2 separate regions of the Mus musculus genome follow, and region 1 is linked to region 2. Evidence: chromatin contacts called from public HiChIP or PLAC-seq data. All regions are on one chromosome and are shown on one strand. Each heading gives the region's core, a stretch centred on a gene start, on an enhancer-like site or on the middle of the called end of the contact. The rest is flanking DNA. Distances are from core to core; before and after follow the strand shown.

The links. HiChIP or PLAC-seq counts read pairs in DNA pulled down with a chosen protein or histone mark.
Region 1: a contact with region 2 is called in a FOXA1 HiChIP or PLAC-seq map of pancreatic cancer cells. The contact joins the promoter of Sec31a here to the enhancer-like site in region 2. A contact is called at or near these places in 4 of 39 promoter capture datasets (the SN4741 cell line, hippocampal neurons, maxillary cranial neural crest and 1 more) and 2 of 115 datasets of contacts at active chromatin or transcription factors (astrocytes and pancreatic cancer cells).

Annotation. Positions count from the first base shown.
Region 1 is chr5:100,412,603-100,417,828 of GRCm38.p6, reverse strand. Sec31a (Sec31 homolog A (S. cerevisiae)) reads left to right here and starts at 1,595. Exons shown (of 28, transcript NM_026969.1): 1 at 1,595-1,726.
Region 2 is chr5:99,199,535-99,204,554 of GRCm38.p6, reverse strand. No RefSeq gene overlaps it. Among named protein-coding and RNA genes, the nearest start is that of Rasgef1b, 51 kb to the left of the region's middle. Within about 2 kb of position 1,319, at least 28 of the 459 cell types and tissues checked have an H3K27ac peak or open chromatin away from gene starts, as enhancers often do. A contact at or near this core is called in pancreatic cancer cells, where this site is marked.

The DNA of each region.
Region 1 (5,226 bases), core at 346-2,845, 1.2 Mb before region 2:
CTGAGTTCGAGGCCAGCCTGGTCTACAGAGTGAGTTCCAGGACAGCCAGGGCTACACAGAGAAACCTTGTCTCGAAAACCAAAAACAAACAAACAAACAAAAATTACATTCATGTAAGGAGTCTATAAGCAAGGTGTTACAGGAGACTTGGGTGTGGTCAACAAGGGTAATAAGTTAGGAGATCTCAGTTCAGTCCAGGTGCTAATAGTTTATGACAAGTGATTTTCATCTGGCTTGAGTTCACTGATGAAATAATCCCACCTTAAATTAAAAGTACAACCAGGCAGCACATACGTTAAGGTTGGGAGCTCTAAGGGAGATAGTTTAAGTGTCTGGGACCAAAGGGTCCCAAACCAACCCCATCTTGTTAAAATGTACAGAAATGTACTAGACCTAGCTTAAGTTGGGATAGAGAATTTCAGCACCTAATTTCTTTTGTTGTTTATGGTTTATTCACTTTTTATGTGTTGAGTGCCTGTATTTATGTATGTGCTTTATTGCATGCAGATATTGCTGGAGGTCAGAAGATGGTGTAGGGTCCTTTAAAACTGGAGTCACAAATACTTGTGCACTGCCGTATGGGTTCTGTGAAATAAACCCAAGCCCTCTGTAAGAGCAGCAAGTGCTCTCAACTGTTAAGCCGTCTCTCCAGCCTTTGGTGGTGGTGTATTTTCTTTTGCTTTTCAAGAAAGGCTCTCTTGCAGCCTAAGGTGACCTGGATTTAGACTAGCCTCGAACTCCTGATCTTTCTGCCTCTACTTCTTGAGTGTGGTGGCATCATATGCATGGGCCCAATTCAGCACCCATTTCATTCTTTTGCTCTACAGACCAGCTTCTACATTTCCAGTTACTGGTTTATATCTTTATCTCTATCTATCTATCTATCTATCTATCTATCTATCTATCTACCTACCTACCTACCTACCTACCTACCTACCTACCTACCTACCTATCTATCTATCTATATCCCTAAACGAAAATCTCAATGCTCCAATCTGAGAGCAACACACACACACACGCTTATTTTGTTCCGGTAGCCCAGGGCGAGTGCTAATAGGTTTGAATACCATGGATAGCTACTGAAATATTAAGAATATGAACTTAATTCGATATACCTCACTCACGCAGCTAAGCCTCTATAGAGTATAAGCCTTTGGGTGTGTGCGACAAAATCACGTAAGTTCTCAAAGGGAAGACGCAAAACCAATAATTAACTTAGCCGAGTCACAAACTGAACCGGTCCTTGCAGCCAGTTTTCGCCCGCCTTGTCTAGTGTGGGTATTGTCGCCAGCAGCTGCTGACGCCTCACAGGAGTGCTACGTGGCGTCCTCGCGGTCACCGCTCTCCTTCCCCGACGGAGACGCCCAGCTCGACTTCCCCTTGATCTACCGCCAAGCGGATGCATCCTGAAGTTTAGGCGCCTCCTCACGCCGCGCGGCTGAATCCTTACCTCCGGCCAGACTAGCCTACCGGAGTGGCTGCTCCCGGAAGTGCTGTCCCGCGGGGTGGGAGGAGCGAGCCGCTGCTCCCGGAAGTGCCGGCTGGCCGGGTGGGCGTGGCGAGTTGCCGCACCCGGAAGTGCCGGCCCGCAGGCGGGGCTGCGGCTGCCACGTTGGAGCGGAGCGTGGAGGTGGCCCTGGGCCGCGGAGGAGGGGCGGCGGCGGCGGATCCGGGGAGAGGCCGACGCTCGCCGGCTAACGCAGGACAGGTCGCTGAGGTCCGCCAGGTGTGTCCGCCGTTTGTTTCCTGCCCCTCGCCAGGTTCGGTGTCCGCTGCCGAGGCCCGAGGCCCGTTCTCCGCTGACGGCGCGCCCCCGTCTCGTTTCGGCCCCGCCGGGACAACGCCTGGAGTCGCAGCAGGCGGGTGATCGTGCCGGTCATCCTCTGCCGACGTTTCCAGGCTGCCCTGCTCGGGAGTGAGTTTGAGGTTAACCTTTCAGTCCCTGTGCACAAAGTGGTGCGATCCCCAAGGGCATGGAAGGGAAACAGACCTCGGGATGATTTCTTTGACTTCACCTAGGTTGAGATTTTTGTGTTAAGTTGTGTTTGAACTGTTGCCAGATTTAAAGGACCATAGATTTGAAAGGAAGGCTACTGTCGTTTAACTAGGACTGTATTATTTAGCGACAGCAGTCGCTAATCACAGCCGGTGCTTCAAAAGCATATGATTTTGCTGCTGTTGTATTAAATTACATTGTGAGGCAGTTGTAAAATAACTGCCTGGACTTGTGGGCATGTAAACTTTTTCTGTGAGCTCGTAGAACTAATTCTGCAGGTCTTCCTGGAAGTTGCAAGAGTTTTTTTGATAGTTCCTCCAAATTGTTAAACTATACAAAGTTGAAACTTGGCTCTTTGTCTACAATTGTAACTCTTATATATATATATATATTTATATGTATAAATAAAATTAGAAGCTCGCTCATGTGACCGTATCCTCTATATCCTGATTATTCAGGAGTTGGATAAAATGTACTGCCCTTTTAAGTAATTCTGTCCTTGTTTCTCTTCGTTACAGCAAACCAAGAAAGGTTTGCAGGGAATAAGAACTTTTGGATAATTTCTATCTTAATTGTGAATGTTACACATTGTGGAGTCTGGAAATGTGAGATTTGCGATGAGATTTGGATTTCACTGGTAAATTTTGTAAACAGGTTTTTTTCCCCCCCTGAAACATGTAAGAGTAGAAAGATATTTGTGAACTGTTAAAGGCAATGGCTATCAGTCTTTTGGCATTTTCATCCCCCTTTGGAAGCATCGGGCTTTTCCTAGAAAAGCATGCGCACACTGTATGCACATACCTGGGTAGGATTTTCTGTGTAATTTCATGAGGTTCAAAAATCCCGCATTAAAGACTTGTCAAGTGATACAGCAAAATTAATTTCTTTTTGTTTCTCCCTCTCTTCTTCCCCGTTTCCTTCATTCTTTGAGATAGGGTCTCTTGTGGCCCGGAGTAGTCTCAGACTTATTGATTAGCTAAGGATGACCTTGAATTCTGACCCTCCTTCTCTAACCTCCGGAGCTGTGGGATTTCAGGCATCTACCATCACACTGGAAGTATTTTCTTTTATTGTAGATTAACTTCTTCTCCTAACATTTTATCTTGTAGATTTATAAGATAACATGCAGTTCTGCAACCGCGGTTGATTTTTTTTTTTTTTTTTTTTTTTTTAAGTTTGGTTGAGTGAAGTGAGCCTGGAACAGCTGATAGTGCTAAGGAGCTTTTGGAGAACAAATATTCCTGTCCTTTGTGAGTTATTCTGCCCACGTGGACCTTTACTAAAAATGGTCCCAGGCTCGGGTTTGCACTCTCCGTATAAGAATCAAAGGTGCTGAGTCTGTCACCTCTGAGGTGTGGGGCAGCTGTTTGCAAGGTTGCTGTTTTTGACAGAATAGTACTGTTGGCTTTCATGTTGCTACATAAAACTTGCAATGTGAAAATGAGTTTAGAACCGCAGAGGTGGCTCATCGGGAGCACACGCTGCTCTTCCTGGGGATCACCAACATCAGGTGGCTCTCAGTCACCTACAAGTCACCTACATATACACAAACACATATGCATATGATTTAAAAATACTAAAAAAAAGTCACTAGAAAGAAGAAAGTTTCTACTTAGTTCAATGTAATTATCATGGAGAGAAAGTGAGTTAAAAAATAGAAGTTCTTGTCTGGAACATAATGTTCCTCAGATGTTAGGTTTTGGGTGGTTTTGTTTTGTTTTTTATTGATGGGAGAAAGGCCCAGGACCTTGGATATTCTAGGTATGCACTGTGAGCTGCATCCCTAACTCTTGCTTTGTTTGTTTGCTTGTTTTTTTAGACCTTATCTGTTTAGCCCAGGCTGGCCCAAAACTGCTGCTCTCCTACCTCTAGTCTCCAGCACTAGGGTTACACTCCTCTGTGTGCCACCTCACCTAGCACGTAGATGTATTCTTGAAGACTTGTTGGGATAGACGGTTTAAATTGTGAATTGAGAACAAGAAGCATCCTTAATGGATAAGCCTTTTCTCCCATCCCTTTAAATTGTGGTTTCAGAATAGTTAGTTAATTGTATTTATTTACTATGAGCTAGACAGTGTCCTAAACATTTAATTCTCACAAGCTATGATGTGGATAGCTTTGTGGGGGAGGAGCAGAACCACAAAGATGCAGTGATGTGAGGGTTGGAGCTGAGACTTAGGCTGAGGTTTCAGCAAAGGGTGTCTGTTCCAGCCTCAGTCTATCACTGCGCTGGAATACTGACTTGCAGATGGTGGGGACGAACTAGCGAATGTCCTCAAAGTCCTCATTTCCTATTTCTACTATGATTATGTTCTGGATGAAATGCTTTTAAATGAATTATGCTCAATGTGAATATAATCACGTAGTATTGAAAAGCTACACAAAACTATAAAGATAGATTGTCATTGAGAAGCACAGATGGCTTCATTCTGTCCCCCATGTTCTAAGAAAGTCATCTGCAATTAAATATTTGTAACAGAAAATCCAGTGAAATTCGAAGCTTAGTTTGTAAATACACGGAGTAGGCTATTCTTGTTTAATTTGACTCATAGCTGACTGCATAGGTGTAGGCCGTCATTGTAACGGGGTTTTCTTTCCATGCAGCTGCACTGAAACTTTGTTCTGCATAGGTTAATAAGAGGAATAGTCTTTACTAGAACTTTGGGCATTAGAGCAAAGAAATAGATACATTAGGAGTGCTTTGAGTTCTGACTTAGCCATTTTATGTCCCCGTGGTTATCTCTGTGTTACACATTAACTAAACATTCAGGAATTAGGTAGCCCTTGGACCTTTGCTGTCAGTAAGTATACTGTAATTCTAGTCAGAATATCTATCTATCTATCTAGAGATTTTAGGGCTCTGTGTGCTTTACTAATGATTTCTAAACCCAAACACCAGCTTAAAAAAAATAACAATTTGTTTTCCTTTTAGAAATTATTCTGAAATTAACTTCTACCCACTCCTTGCTAGTGTTTTTTATGAGATTATATAAGCAGTTAAAAATTAATAAAAAGGATTTATCTGACACTTTTTTTTTAGCTTATCTAGGTCATTAGTGCATTTGTTTCCCCTTGTATATAATCATAAGAAGTTAAAACAAAACTTCCATATACTTTTTCCATACCTCAGAACTTGCTCCGTAGTGAAGGAAAGACTCAGATATGTGACCCTTCCTTCCTTCCTGAAAAATTAGAATTACAGCACAAGTGCATCCAAACACTAATCTATG
Region 2 (5,020 bases), core at 70-2,569:
GGGGAAGGACCAAGAACATGAATAGATAGAATGAACTCATATGGAAGATATCACTGCACGTTGGGTGGCAGGCACTGGACTTTCAGATTAAAACCGCAGAAGGTTGGAGATGTCCACTTTCTGCCGAGTCTTACCTGCTTCTCCTTTATGCTGTGCTGGCCTGATTTCCCTCGGAGCTGCTTCATTACCATTTACTCTCATCTCCTGATCTAGCCAGATAATCAAGCACAGAGATACAAATCAACTCAGTCCCCATCTTCCTGCACCCCCTCCCCATCTCTTCTCCAACTGATGCATAGCTGCACCTAGCACCACTGCTTGCCAAGGCCTTAGAGTGCAAAGTCTTCTGGCCCAAGGCTGAGGTCCCTTCCTGCGATTCTCTTCCTCTCTCTTTCGGTCTTGTTCCTCTTTGCTCTACAAAAGTTTATGGCTTCTGTAGTGGATTTTTCTGTAATGGAGAAAGAAAATCGCTAAATGTATTCAATCCATTTTAGAGGTATGCTTTCAAAATGCCATGGGTCTGAATTGCAGTACTCATGTACTTTAAAAAAGAGTTTAGACATTGTGTGCAAATGGGGTGTGCAGTAATGGAGTTTCTTTGGTTCTGGTTCTGGCTTTAGAACTGTTGTGAAAAGTATTAGCTCTCCCCTGAGTCCACACAACATGCCCCCATCATTCCTTGATAACTTTGATCTTTTACCTGAGACAACAAGTTGTCTGTGAAGATCTCTGGGGTCTGAAGAAGAAGGAAGTGTTGGAAGGAGATCAGAGAGTGGGGCACACACAGCTGAGGGGGTGGGAGGGACCCAGATGTGGAAACATGAAAGCGGTACTTGCTAGGCAATGACTAATGATATGATAACTGTCTGTAAACACAGAGTGTGTAGGTTGGGAGTGCCAACAAGTATTGCCTCACTCAGCACCAGATACAATCTGAGAAGTAGCAAGGCAGACAGAGACACAGACAGCATCCTGAAATACAGGGGTGGCAGGGATGGGGTGGGGCAGACACTGAAGAGATTTTACAAAGCCTACTTCCTCTCTACGAACAACATCCACCAATCTGTCCACCCACTCACTTATTCCCCACCCCCTTTTATCCCCAATAAACCTCAAGCTACTTACACCCCAGAAAGCCTCTTTTTCTTGCTTTTCTTCATCTAAATGCTTTTCCTGAATCCTCTCCATTGTTTCTCTCCAGCAATGCTGACCTAAGAACTGGTTGCCAAAGCAATAGCATGCTATGGTGTAAGAGCGGACGCTGACTCGAGTCTGGTGCGGGAGGGTGGAGTGAAGGATCCACAACAGCCTTGATGTTGTTCTCAAAGCTACCGTTGATCCTGGAGGCATACCTAATTCAAGAGAGTGGAGACGGTTCTGTACCACTACTGTAAGCAACACCAAACTTGTGACTCTCCTCGTGTCTTCTCTCTGTCTCCAGTGTGACAGAGTCACCCATCTTGTGATCGTCAGCATGTATCTCCAAGTACACTCACTACAGATACTGATAGCACTCCCTCTTCTCCGGAACCCAAAAAGGATCAGATAGGGCTGAGCTGGGAGCTCAGAAGAAGCCTGAAGTAGAGTTCAAGAAGGCTCGGTCAACTGTAGAGCCATGGGGGCTGAAGGCAGGAAAATCACCATATTGATTAGACTGATAATGGAGAAAGAGTGAGTGGCTTCCATGGTGCCAAGAGGTGACTGGACACCCTTCATCCAGTCCCAGAACCCAAAGCATCTTCAAAAAAATAGATTCAGAACTATCGATCCTCTGCCGTCAAAGGGACTTCACCGCCCTCATGTGGTGAACACAGCACCGGCACTGGAGTATCAGATGGGCCTTGTTTTAAGAAGTAGGAAGCGGGAAGCCATTGTATTAGAAGGCAACTGCTCAAGCTAAAGAGCTTCATTTAATTGGAGGGCCACCAGGGTTTGGAACTATTTGGGGCTCTTTCTGCTTTTATGAATTCTCAACTAGTCCTCTACTGATTTCCACTTCTTTCTCTTATAGGCAACGAGAGGGACATCTTTGGTGAAATGCTGCCATCTTGTGGGAATTGTGAGAAGAACCATGGTTTTTACCTGGCAGGTATTGTCGGCTTTTTGAGAAGCCAGGACCTTTGAAGTCAGAATTCATCCTTAGGAAAAACCATGACCGCAGTCCAATTTACCTTTGACATTAATATCTTCCTTTTGTAGAGGAAAGGAATTTGCTCCTTTAGAGTTGTAGCCTGGCCATTTCTGTGTGAATGTATACATTCCTCAGACCAGCAACACATAGGCACACACATGCACACGCGGGCGCGCGCACACACACACACACACACACACACTTCTTGCCAAAGCTTCTTGTACTTCCCCATCCCTTCAAGACGGAAAGGGGTGTCCAGCACACTTGAATTCACACCAAGTGTCTATAAGTGCTGGTCACTTCAACAATGGCGACTCACAGTCTTCCTCTGCTCTCTAGCAGACTACTCAGGTTTTCTCCAGCTTTTCCCATCATTCCATCCTGTTATCCCAACCCACGACTCCAGTAGGCATCCCTAGCAACTCGCCAGTCAAGCCTACAGAGAAGCAAGCAGACCAGAGAAACAGGTGGGTGAGCTTCAGATCTTTTTCTCCTCTCCTCCACATCCATCCTCTAATCTCGTTCCAGGTCCATAAGAGACTAGCTGTTGTGGCCTCTCCTCACTCTCTGCCCCCATTCCCAGAGGAATAAACAGATCCTAGCAGACAACACTGCTTTTTTTCCCTACTGCGGACCATCTCATATCCTGCCTCCTAGTCCATCCGAATTCCTCAGCATCAGATCCCAATACGTAGAAACACATTTTACCCAGAAACCCTAGTGGTCACTCCTGGCAGCAACCCAGAAGAATTAACTACTAGATATTACACAACTAGTAGACCCTCCTAAAAACCAGAGAGGGCAACAGAAACCAATGAATGAAACACCTATCCAACAACATAAAAGCAGATTTAAACATCTAGAATTACAATCTTCCCAAACCCTAGGTGACAGCATAAAAAACACAGTAAATAACAACTGGGACAATATGACTCCAGTAGAGTCCAAAAACCTAGGCATCCTTCTTCCAGAAGAACCCAAAAAGCATCTTGAACCGAATGGATTCAGAGCCATCGGCTTTCTGGAAGAAGTATTCCAAGCAAACAGACTTAAGAAGCAAGCTTGTGTGGCCATTGTAGTATCTAACAAAATAGCCTTCAAACTAAAATAATCAGAAAGAGATAGGGAAGGACACGACATACTCACCAAAAGAAAAATCCATCAAGAGGACATTGCAATTTTTAACATCTATGAAGCAAACTCCAAGGCACCCAAGTTCATAATAGGATTAAATACAGATGAAATCATGCATTGATCCTCACACTGATAGTGGGATACTGCAATGCCCAACTCTTGCCAATAGACAGTGAAGGGCTAACAGGGCCAAACATGGCAAGCATGGCGTTGCGCTGGCAGGTTTTGCACTTTCTCCTCCCCTCTTCTTTGTTAAACCCTTAGATAACATTCCTGAAGCTAGCCTCCAAGGGCCATTCCCTTATTTAGGCATTGACTCATTCCTGAGACTGATCACCAAGATCCAACTATCAAATCGTCAAGGTCCAGAAGTCAAAATTCATTCTTTGGTTACACTGGCTAACCTGTCCAATCAGGTCTTACCACTAGCTAACCTGTCCAATCAGGTCTTACCACTGGCTACCCTGTCCAATCAGGTCTTACCACTAGCTAGCCTGTCCAATCAGGTCTTACCACTGGCTAACCTGTCCAATCAGGTCTTACCACTGGCTAACCTGTCCAGTCAGGTCTTACCAACTCATCATAGCACAGACTTCCTTCCATTTTCTCCTTAAACATCAACTCCTGAAAAAACACAGACTTCTATCTTTGTCTGATCCAGAGGCAGTATCTTCCCTGCTTGCCAAGTCCTGTCCCATTACCCAGCAGCTTGTCTCTCCAGGGTAATTGTCTTTGTGCTGAGAACTTGGTGTCTGGGTGTTTTTGTAGACTCTGAGGAGCGCCCTTACAGAGAGGTCGTCCAGACAAAAACTAAACAGAGAAATACTGGAGCTAACAGACATTATAAACTAAGTGGACCTAACAGTTACTTGCAGAACATTTTATCCAAACACAAAAGAATATACCTTCTTCTCTACAGATCATGGAACTTTCTCCAAAATTGACCGTATACTCAGACACAGAACAAGTCTCAACAGACAGGAGAAACTGAAAATAACACCACCAAGCTGGATTATCAGCAACAAAAAGTTTACGAACGCATGGAAATGGAGCAAGTCATGAGGAGCAAGCAAGTAAGCAGCACCCTTCCATAGCTTCTGCATCTTAGCACCTCGCTACTAAGGTTGTAGTCTACCACTTCCAGACATCTTTCAGGAGCTTGGCATTAAAGAGAGGACTCCCTGTTCTTATCAAGGATTCCTCTTCTCTGCCTGATGGGGGAGCCCAACCTCCACATTCTATCGACATGGGGGAAATTCCAGGTTCAAATTCCTGGAATATGCCTCTCCATGCAAATGAGACATCTCTAATACCTAAGCCTCAGCCAATGAAACGTCACTCTAAGAAGAAGCTCCTCCCACTCTCCAGGGTTATATATATATATATATATATATATATATATATATATATATATAAAACCCTGGTTCACCCCAATAAAGTGTATTCACATAAACCCAGGTATGTGTAAAGGTATGTGCTTATGCTAAGATTGTCTCAGCTATTTCACTGAAGACCCTTGGAGAAGACCTTCCCCTCCACTAACACATTCACTCCCAGCCAGACTGGAATCCTGCAGACCCCACCCATTCATTACTCCCCTTCATCCTTCCAGACCGGTGTGCAGCAGCATCTGGACATCCTGAGAAAATAGAGAACATGGAACCACAGCTGGACCCCAACATGAATACCGCACGAATACCACACTGCATCAGCTCCTGGCTCCAGGTTCTTGGAGTTTGATTTCCTGTCCTGGCT